2 separate regions of the Triticum aestivum genome follow, and region 2 is linked to region 1. Evidence: chromatin contacts called from public Hi-C data. All regions are on one chromosome and are shown on one strand. Each heading gives the region's core, a stretch centred on a gene start, on an enhancer-like site or on the middle of the called end of the contact. The rest is flanking DNA. Distances are from core to core; before and after follow the strand shown.

Evidence for each region. Hi-C and Micro-C count contacts between places; a contact is called where the count stands out from the background.
Region 2: a Hi-C map of leaf shows a contact between it and region 1, with 4 times the contacts expected there. The contact joins the enhancer-like site here to the promoter of LOC123164813 in region 1. A contact is called at or near these places in 3 of 5 Hi-C or Micro-C datasets (leaf and root).

Annotation. Positions count from the first base shown.
Region 1 is chr7D:524,778,529-524,784,146 of IWGSC CS RefSeq v2.1, reverse strand. LOC123164813 (PAN domain-containing protein At5g03700-like) reads left to right here and starts at 3,928. Exons shown (of 1, transcript XM_044582404.1): 1 at 3,928-5,618. The coding sequence starts at 4,198.
Region 2 is chr7D:524,826,467-524,832,178 of IWGSC CS RefSeq v2.1, reverse strand. No RefSeq gene overlaps it. Among protein-coding and RNA genes, the nearest start is that of LOC123164813, 49 kb to the right of the region's middle. Within about 2 kb of position 2,943, at least 1 of the 8 cell types and tissues checked has an H3K27ac peak or open chromatin away from gene starts, as enhancers often do. A contact at or near this core is called in leaf, where this site is marked.

The DNA.
Region 1 (5,618 bases), core at 2,679-5,178:
AGGGTCTCGTCCTCAGGCAACTCGCCCCGGGTCATATAAGCCAAATATGGCACTGTCCAGTCTGGGATGACGTGAAGAGCCGCCACCAATTGTGCTTCTGGGTCAGGAACAGCCAAATCCTCCTCTCTAGGCAACTTGACAGAAGGGTTATGCAAAACATCCAAGAAAGTGTTAGGTGGCACCGACTTACCCTGAGATCCCAGCCGGCTTAAAGCATCAGCTGCCTCATTCTTCCTTCGATCAATGTGCTCCACTTGATAACCTTTGAAGTGTCCAGCGACAACATCAACCTCACGGCGATAAGCCGCCATGAGAGGATCCTTAGAATCCCACTTGCCTGACACCTGTTGAGCCACCAAATCTGAGTCGCCAAAGCACCTTACCCGGCTTAAGTTCATCTCCTTAGCCATCCGAAGACCATGGAGCAAGGCCTCATACTCAGCTGCATTGTTAGTACATGGAAACATCAACCGGAGCACATAACAAAATTTGTCACCTCGAGGGGAAGCTAAAACAACTCCAGCACCCGAGCCCTCCAACTGCCTGGACCCATCAAAGTGAATAGTCTAGTATGTGTTGTCCAGCTTTTCTTCAGGCGTCTGCAGCTCTGTGCAATCGTTGATAAAGTCAACCAGTGCTTGAGACTTAATAGCAGTGCGTGGCATATACTTTAAGCCATGAGGCCCAAGTTCAATGGCCCACTTGGCGACTCGTCCTGTGGCCTCTCTATTCTGACTGATGTCTCCCAAAGGAGCAGAACTTACCACAGTGATGGGGTGACCCTGGAAGTACTGCTTAAGCTTCCGGCTCGCCATGAACACCCCATAAACAAGCTTCTGCCAATGTGGATATCTTTGCTTAGACTCAATAAGCACCTCACTGATGTAGTAAACCGGCCATTGAACCGGATGTTCCTTGCCGGCCTCCTTGCGCTCCACCACAATCGCAACACTGACAACACGTGAGTTAGCAGCCACATACAGCAATAAGGGTTCCTTATCAATGGGAGCAGCAAGAACCGGCGGCTCAGACAACTGTCTCTTCAAATCTTCAAAGGCAGTATTAGCAGCATCACTCCAGACAAAGTTGTCTGTCTTTTTCATCATCTGATACAGTGGTATGGCCTTCTCCCCTAACCGGCTTATGAACCGGCTTAAAGCGGCGATACGACCCGCCAGTCGCTGAACATCATTGACGCATGCTGGCTTAGCCAAAGAGGTAATCGCCTTGATCTTCTCCAGGTTAGCCTCAATGCCTCTGTTAGAAACCAGAAAACCCAAAAGCTTGCCTGCTGGCACACCAAACACACATTTGGCCGGGTTAAGCATCATTTTGTAGACCCGGAGATTATCAAAGGTTTCCTTCAGATCATCTATCAAGGTCTCCTTCTCTCTGGATTTCACCACAATATCATCCACATAAGCATGAACATTGCGCCCAATCTGATCGTGGAGACAGTTCTGCACACATCGCTGATAAGTCGCCTGGGCACTCTTGAGCCCAAAAGGCATAGATACATAACAGAAGGCTCCAAACAGAGTGATGAAGGCCGTCTTCTCCTGGTCCTTAACCGCCATTTTGATCTGATGATAACCAGAGTAAGCATCCAAAAAGCTCAAACGCTCACAACCCGCCGTAGCATCAATAATTTGATCAATACGGGGAAGAGCAAAAGGATCAGCCGGACAAGCCTTATTTAAGTCCGTGTAATCCACACACATCCACCAGGTGCCGTTCTTTTTAAGTACAAGCACTGGGTTAGCCAACCATTCCGGGTGAAAAACTTCAACAATAAACCCGGCCACCAAGAGCCGGGCCACCTCCTCACCTATAGCTTTACGTCTCTCCTTGTTAAACCGCCGAAGAAACTGCCTGACCGGCTTAAACTTTGGATCAATATTAAGAGTGTGCTCAGCGAGTTCTCTCGGTACACCAGGCATGTCAGAAGGTTTCCATGCAAAGATGTCCCGGTTCTCACGGATGAACTCGATGAGCGCGCTTTCCTATTTAGGATCCAGATTGGCACTGATACTGAATTGCTTGGATGAGTCGCCTGGAACAAAATCAACAAGCTTGGTGTCATCAGCCGACTTAAATTTCATCACCGGGTCGTGCTCTGTGGTTGGTTTCTTCAGAGACGTCATGTCCGCCGGGTCAACGTTGTCCTTATAAAACTTCAACTCCTCTGCTGCACAAACAGATTCAGCATAAGCAGCATCACCTTCCTCACATTCTAGGGCTATCTTCCGACTCCCATGTACCATTAGGGTCCGCACGCTTAAAGTTCGGTGACGATCGGTATTATGAGTTTTTGTGTTTTTGATGTACCGAAGGTAGTTCGGAGTCCCGGATATGATCACGGACATGACGAGGAGTCTCGAAATGGTCGAGACGTAAAGATCGATATATTGGACGACTATGTTCGGACACCGAAAGTGTTTCGGGAGGTTTCGGACATATACCGGAGTACCGGGGGGTTACCGGAACCCCCCCGGGTAGTATATTGGGCCTAATGGGCCCTAGTGGGAGAAGAGGAGGGGCGGCCAGGGCAGCCGCGCGCCCCCTCCCCCTCTAGTCCGAATTGGACAAGGGGGGGGGGGCGCCCTCCTTTCCTTCTCTCCTTCTCTCCCTTCCTTCTCCTCTGCTACTCCTACTTGGACCGTCAGTCGGGACCCATGGGCTGGTCGTCGCAGCTCGTCGGAGAATCTGGTCGGGATCGATCTAAATGGGGAACACCATGAATGCAGAAGAGAGAAAGTGATGGGGAGAGTAAAATGGACGACTGCTTTGATAGGTGAGGGAGAGAAGAAGTGATGGGTTGCCTCCTTTTGCACGACCAGTGTCTCGAACGAACGTCTCCCAGTGATGTCGTGGCAAGTCGTTGTGCGCCAAGATTCGTCCGCTCGATCCACCGACAATGAGGGCGTTCACGCAAGACAACGAAAAATATGACATCAGGTTTTTCTTATTTAGGTTTTTTTAATACAATACAAGCTAAAATCAAACCATACTCCATCTTGTATTTCCATAATAGTCGGATATGCCTGTGATACTGTGATACTCTAACAGTATGCCAGCTCCCGCTTGCCTCCCATTTACTATGTACTCCTTTTCCAAAATAATTGTCGTGATTTTATTTCAAATTTTGAACTAAAACCATGGCAACTATTTTGAAACTGAGGGATCATAGTGTGACCTTCATATTTACCCTGCAATTAGAACCCATGTGTCATTGAGTCATAGGTTCTTCCCTTAAAATCGAAGGTTCAGAAGAACCCCAAGTTGTAAAGTTTGAATATCTTAAAATGCACTCCCTCTAAAGAAATACTCCCTCCGTTCCACAATGTAGTACGTATAATTTTTCTGAAAAATCAAAGTTTACAAATTTTGACCAAGTTTCTAGAGAAACTACATATAGAATATCAATACGTGTCACTAGATATATCACAAGACGTATTTTCATATTGTATATACTTGATATTGTAGTTATAAACACTTTTCTCTGCAAACTTGGTCAAGGTTTGTAAGGTTTAACTTTTCAGAAAATTTATATGCACTGCATTATGAAACAGACGAAAAGTGTTTACAGAGGGAGTAGTACCTGGAGTGAAAGAAAATGGAGACCGGCCTGGCTTACATCAACCTTCTGTGCTCGCGACTCAGATTACTGCATTCGGCATCACAAGTGATACTAGATCTGTTCAGAAACCAACGGGGGCCAGTTGTGCACTTTCAACTTGCATCTGGAGAAGATATTGCTGCCGGCCTCGCATCCCATGGGTTGATCCACCCTGACCCAGCTCACACTTTCCAACAGCAAGTCGGCAATACAAAATTGCATCTAAAGGTAAGACACGGGCAACTATCCACCGAGAGTGTGCTCATCTGATCGTTGACCCAACCTCCCTATCCCACCCACCCTTTTATGGCTTCACTTTCGCAGCCACGACATTGCTGATCATGGACATTGCACTAGCAGATAAATATTCCCGGCGCTTGTCTTCTCCTGCTCCAAACCCAATCTCAAATTCTCATTGGCTTCTTCTTCTTCTTCTTCTTCTTCCATACTCGTACAACTCTGCTCTGTGCTCTTCACTCTGTCTACTTCCATTTTCAAGAACCGTACTCAGATCCTGAGTCTCTGAGCAGAAGTTTCACTGGAGGGAGCTAGCGAGCTAGCTAGCCGGACGAGCGGCGATGGCAGGCGAGCTTACTGTGATGATGTGCATGGCGGCTGCGGCGCTGCTGGTTTCTTTGACCGGCGGCGCGGGCGTGGCGGCGGCCTCAGCGAAGGAGCTACGGCAAGGCTTCTCGGCCGCCCACGACACGTCCTACTCGCACTTCCAGCCGGTGCTCTCCGACCCCACCGGCGTCTTCGCCCTCGGCTTCCTCCGAGTCAACTCCACCACGCTCGACCTCGCCGTCCTCCACCTCCCTTCCGCTTTCCCCCTCTGGCGAGCCATGCCAGACCGCCCCGCGCCGTGGTCTGCGGCCGCGTCCCTCTCCTTCAACGGCAGCCTGGTGCTCACGGACGGCGCCACCAACCAAGTGCTTTGGTCCACCGCCGCGGCGGCCGGCGACCGCGCCGTTCTCCTCAACACGTCCAACCTTCAGATTCAGAGCAGCGGCTCGCCCGTTGCCGTGTGGCAGAGCTTCGACTACCCTTCGGACACCATTGTCCAGGGTCAGAACCTCACCTCATCGGCAGCGCTTCACTCCATCGACCAGCGATTCGCCATGCGGCTCGGTAGCAACTACTTCGCGCTCTACGTCGAGCCGCCACCGCTGTCGTCGGGCGGCGTCGCCGCCGCCATGTACTCGAAGCACACGGCTCTGGAGGCCAAGGCCCAGATCGTGGCCGGCGGCGGCCCGATATACGTGCGTGTGGAGCCCGACGGCTACCTCGGCGTGTACCAGAAGGAGGGAGCCCCCGCCGACGTCATGTCCTTCGACACCTTCAACCACGGCGTCCGCGCTCTCCGCCGCATGACTCTGGAGCCCGACGGCAACCTCCGCGCCTACTACTGGGACGGGTCCCGGTGGGTGCTCGACTACACCACCATCACCGACTCGTGCGAGCTGCCCACCACCTGCGGCGCGTACAGCGTCTGCGTGCCGCCCAGCGGCCGGTGCGCGTGCCTGGCGAACGCCACCGACGGCCCGGGCTGCGCCGCCCCCTCCGTCGGGAGCGGCCTGTGCGGCACCACGGGCGGCGAGGTTGGCGGGCTGTACTCGGAGGTGCGGGGACACGGCGTGGAGCCGGCGAACAAGGAGCTGCTGGGGTTCGAGCACGCGGCGTCCGCGGGAGACTGCGAGGCGCTGTGCGCGCGCAACTGCAGCTGCTGGGGCGCGGTGTACAGCAACGGGACGGGCTACTGCTACCTCATCGACTACCCGGCGCAGCTGATGGTGGCCGCCGACGAGAAGAAGCTGGGCTACTTCAAGGTGAGGAGCGTGGAAGAGGCGGCTGGGCGCGGCGGGAGGGCGACCGGTGTCAAGGCGGCGCTGCTTGCGGTCGGCGTCGCGGTGGTGGCTGCCGCCGCTGCGTTCGGGGCGTACAGGGTGTGGGACAGGAGGCGCCGTGCGGCAGCGGAGACGCGGCAGCAGCTGGGCGCCGA
Region 2 (5,712 bases), core at 1,694-4,193, 49 kb before region 1:
CCACCTACTCATGCGTTGAGACCAAGATGTTCCATTCCAACCACAAGAATCTTGATCTCTAGCCTTCCCCAAGTTGATTTCCACTCAAATCATCTTTCTACCAAATCCAAATCTATGAGAGAGAGTTGAGTGTTGGAGAGTCATTTGAAGCACAAGATCAAGGAGTTCATCATCAACACACCATCTATTACCTTTTGGAGAGTGGTGTCTCCTAGATTGGTTAGGTGTCACTTGGGAGCCTCCGTCAAGATTGTGGAGTTGAACCAAGGAGTTTGTACGGGCAAGTAGATCGCCTACTTCGTGAAGATCTACCCTAGTGAGACAAGTCCTTCGTGGGCGAGACAAGGTTGCTTCTTCGTGGACCCTCCGTGGACTCGCGCAGCCGTTACCCTTCGCGGGTTGAAGTCCCCATCAACGTGGATGTACGATAGCACCACCTATAGGAACCACGCCAAAAATCTCCGTGTCTTTAATTGCGTTTGCACACTCCAATCCCATCCTCTTTACATTCTTGCAACTTGCATGCTTTTCTATCCGCTGCTCATATACTCTTGCCATGCTTGCTTGAAATGTACTATGAATGTTTAAACTTGTGCTAAAACTCCACCTTAACTTGAAGAAACTAAAAACTGCCACTTTTCTTTGTTGAGGGTCTAATCACCCCCCCCCTCTAGACACCTCTTCTCGATCCTTTCATGCGCTAGTGGTCACGTGCTGGGCGAGGAAAAAGCGAGTTGGGTGCTGCTCTCGCGGATCTGGCGAGGCGTGCATGACACAAGGGATCCGGACGCGAGGTTGCTGCTCGGGCGGCACGGCAGTCCGGGATGGAGCGACCCATAGTGATGGAGCAGCTCGCACCCGCGGCTGTTGGATCTTCAGCGTTCTCTGGCGGGCGCGTGGTGCGTGTGCGCATGGAAGCTTGGGTCAAGGCTGGGAACCGAGGTGGTTCGTGGCCTCGAGGGGCATTTCTCTGGCCCCTGTCAGCGTGGTGCTCGACAGGGATTGGTGGTTCATGTTGCGTTCGGTGATCCAGTTTTTGGTCGGCGGTTGGCATATCTAATGGCTGGTGTCTGTCAGTGGCCTCCACAAGGTATGGTTGGCTGCTCCAACGAGAGGCTTCTTCAACTATGAGCTGGCTCAGTGGTGGTGCTAGGTGGGCGCCGTTGTGAGATGGTGTGTGGATGAGGTGGTGTCGGGAGCTTGGGTGAAAACACTGTCTCAGTTGTGGCGTGACCAGCGATGGCGGCGGCCGGGCTATCGACTACCTTCTTGGAGGCATCCCTGTATTGCTTCCGCACTCCTCCTACGCGGATCACTGTCGCTCCGGGGGAAACCATTGATCTTGTTTGATTAGATGATGGTGGCCCTTTGTGTCATATTCCTCCCTGGGGGCTTTGTTTTTGGAGTTGGGTACTGGCGAGTGGGAGTAGTGGAAGACGGCAGTGTTGGCGTCGAGGCTTCTATGACAACGATGTTGAGAGGAGCAATATCGGAGACATGGCTATAGTTGTGGTAGTCGGCTCTTCTCCGGCGTGTTCGCGGGATTGTCTCGACAGGTTTGTTGATGTGAAGTCGAAGCTGTGGTGGCGGGGCCTCGGCGTATTCGTTCGATGATCTTCTGTGGCGCCAACCGTGCCTAGTTTCTCATTTGTGATTCTTCGTCGGAGTCGGAGTCGGAGTTGCGTTGTCTGGTCGTAGGTGACTGAGTCTAGCGCAGATCTTCATGCATCTCCATGCGGCCGGTACAACGTGGGTCGGGTTGACGATCGCTTACGGCTAAGTCGGAGTTGTTTGCTCAGGGTTTAGGGACGGCGATGAGGCCTTTAGGGAAGGAGTGATGACGATGACGTCTGTGTGTGAGATATTCTTTGTGTGCCGATCAACGGTTGTGGTGGTTTTTGCTCGGTTCTTCATAATTAGCTGGACAATCTGGTCTTCGCTTGGTTTTCTTTAATTAACCGAGTAACCGTTTTCGTGTTAATGAATGCAGGAATCCTGCCAGTTCGAAAACATGGAGTGTGCAGTGCCGCGTGCAAATGTTGGTTGAGTTCTTCGGAGTTCAGACTTTCCAGAGAAAATAAAGGGCGATGTTCACGATTGAAGAGAACATGTCGGCCTGTATTTTCATGGCCTATGACTAAAATATGGTACGTTTGGAAGATCTGGACAAAGACAACCTTCCGACAAACAATACATTAACAACCCAACCTAATATCACTACAAGTCAAGTGAATAAATGCTTAGAATCTGGGCACACTTGCTTTGACTTCTGACTTTTGAACTTCTGAACTGCTCTCCAACCCCATAGCGTAAGGTGTATTGACGAAAATACTGATACAGTACACGAAAATGTTTTTTCCTCACAAATCGTCGTCTATGAAAATGAACCGTAACTTGCAACTCCCTTTGTATCAAAATATAAGACGTTCTTTGACACTCTCATAGTGTTAAAAAAAAATCTTATATTTGATACAGAGGGAGTATTATCATAGCTGGTACCTTCAGTGGCGCTCAATGACATAGAAAAAACTACTTCCTTCGTCCGAAATTAGCTGACGCTCAAATGGATCTAGACGTATTTTAATGACAAATAAATTTGCTTAAGCGTCAACTAATTCCGGAATGAGAAAGTAAAACATTTTCATATGTACTGTCCGACTCTGAACTCGTTTTTCGTGTGTCTCAATCTTTCTGTTCCCCACCTTTCCGTTTGGCGGCTAGATACTGAGCGAACCATGGGAGGCACAAAGTACAAAAGTCTGAGTTGCAGACATCAACAAAAAGGACAGGGATTCTGACTTGTGAGAGGTGCACAATTCAAAAGAATACGACGCCTGTCAAATCAAGGAGCCTTCTTCAAATTTGGTACTGTGAAAGACGTTGGGTAAGAGAAAGCAAGTCAACTGAAGCCCTGCAGCGTGCACGGTTGGTGTGAATATGATCTAGGGCATAATTGTCTGTTTGGCTTAAGATGGTCACAATCAGGGATGCAAGTGGGATATATACTTGTATGCGTGAAAGATGAGAATTGACGTTATACGGCTTTTTATTGGATTATTAAGTCTTCTGGGCAGTATGTATAGAGTAGAGCACACGGTGACTTTTTAAGGTCCGAATGAACTGACGTTCGTTGGAAGAACCACCCAGCGCGAACCAACTGCCCCATCACGCGTTTTTACGGGCCTCCTCCCAATTTTTTTTTTGTTTTACAAAAAAAACGTAAGAGAAAATTAACACAAAACCTAATACGACCCCATTTTCGAAGAAGAGGGAGTACAAGGAAAGGTCCGATCTTCACGGCATAGGATCGATAAATGGATGAGGATAACTAGCTGCAAGCAGCCGAAAAATGAAAAATAAGAGATTATGACCCGACGAGAAGGATGTTCACCGAAACTTGCAATCCGAATATTCGCCGATCCACAACCCGCAATACTACCCCACACAACCACGTACTCTAATCCACACAACACGATCTAGTCGTGGAGCACGAATTAAGAGAAATTTCTCAAGGAATCACGAGAATAAGGATAATAAGATCTCTCCAATCTCAGGAGGAGTCTATGTCTTTGGTCTTTGATAGAAATGGCAAAAGTCCCCAACGAAGGGAAGAGCTAGCCTATTTATAATCGGGACAATCCCCCTGATAGGTGTGAAGGCAAACTAGCTTCTGGAACCAGCTTAGGTGTGAAACAGAACCGGCTTTGGTTTGACTAAATGGCTTCAAGACATAATGAGGTAGCTTTTGGAAATCTCTCGTTGGAGGTGGTTGGCAGTTCCCGACCAAACATTGTTCACCAGGGTCGAACAATGTTTCCTTCAGCAGAAAACATTGTTCACTTGTCACTCCGATTGTCGGAGAGGTATCTATAGGCCCTCTCGGTAATGCACATCACTACAAGCCTTGCAAGCAATGTGACTAATGAGTTAGTTGCGGGATGATGCATTACGGAACGAGTAAAGAGACTTGCCGGTAACGAGATTGAACTAGGTATTGAGATACCGACGATCGAATCTCGGGCAAGTAACATACCGATGACAAAGGGAACAACGTATGTTGTTATGCGGTTTGACCGATAAAAGATCTTCATAGGATATGTAGGAATCAATATGAGCATCCAGGTTCCGCTATTGGTTATTGACCGGAGACGAGTCTCGGTCATGTCTACATAGTTCTCGAACCCGTAGGGTCCGCACGCTTAACGTTCAGTGACGATCGGTATTATGAGTTTATGTGTTTTGATGTACCGAAGGTTGTTCGGAGTCCCGGATGAGATCACGGACATGACGAGGAGTCTCGAAATGGTCGAGACCTAAAGATCGATATATTGGAATGCTATGTTTGGACATCGGAAGGGTTCCGGGTGAGTTCGGGCATTTACCGGAGTACCGGGGGGGGGGGGGGGGGGGGGGAGGGTTACGGAACCCCCCGGGGAGTACATGGGCTTTTATGGGCCTTAGTGGGAGAGAGGAGGAGGCGGCCAAGGCGGGGGCGCGCCCCCAAGCCCAATCCGAATTGGGAGGGGGGCCGGCCCCCCTTTCCTTCTCCCTCTCTCCTCCTTCCTTCCTCTCCTACTCCAACTAGGGAAAGGGGGCAATCCTACTCCCGGTGGGAGTAGGACTCCCCGTAGGGCGCGCCATAGAGAGGGCCGGCCCTCCCCTCCTCCACTCCTTTATATACGGGGGAGGGGGCACCCCATAGACACACAAGTTGAGTGTTTAGCCGTGTGCGGTGCCCCCCTCCACAGATTTCCACCTCGGTCATATCGTTGTAGTGCTTAGGCGAAGCCCTGCATCGGTAACTTCATCATCACCGTCATCACGCCGTCGTGCTGACGAAGCTCTCCCTCGACACTTAGCTGGATCTAGAGTTCGTGGGACATCACCGAGCTGAACGTGTGCAGATCGTGGAGGTGCCGTACTTTCTGTACTAGGATCGGTCGGATCGTGAAGATGTACGACTACATTAACCGCGTTGTCGTAACGCTTCCGCTTTCGGTCTACGAGGGTACGTGGACAACACTCTCCCCTCTCGTTGCTATGCATCACCTAGATGGATCTTGCGTGTTCGTAGGATTTTTTTTGAAATTACTGCGTTCCCCAACAGTGGCATCCGAGCCAGGTCTATGCGTAGATGTTATATGCACGAGTAGAACACAAAGAGTTGTGGGTGATAATAGTCATACTGCTTACCAGCATGTCATACTTTGATTCGGCGGTATTGTTGGATGAAGGGGCCCAGACCGACATTAGGCGTACGCTTATGCGAGACTGGTTCTACCGACGTGCTTTGCATATAGGTGGCTGGCGGGTGTGAGTTTCTCCAACTTTACTTGAATCAAGTGTGGCTACGCCCGGTCCTTGTTGAAGGTTAAAACAACACACTTGACGAAAAATCGTTGTGGTTTTGATGCGTAGGTAAGAACAGTTCTTGCTCAGCCCGTAGCAGCCACGTAAAACTTGCAACAACAAAGTAGAGGACGTCTAACTTGTTTTTGCAGGGCATGTTGTGATGTGATATGGTCAAGACATGATGCTAAATTTTATTGTATGAGATGATCATGTTTTGTAACAGAGTTATCGGCAACTGGCAGGAGCCATATGGTTGTCGCTTTATTGTATGCAATGCAATCACCCTGTAATTGTTTTTACTTTATCACTAAGCGGTAGCGATAGTCGTAGAAGCAATAGTTGGCGAGACAACAACGATGC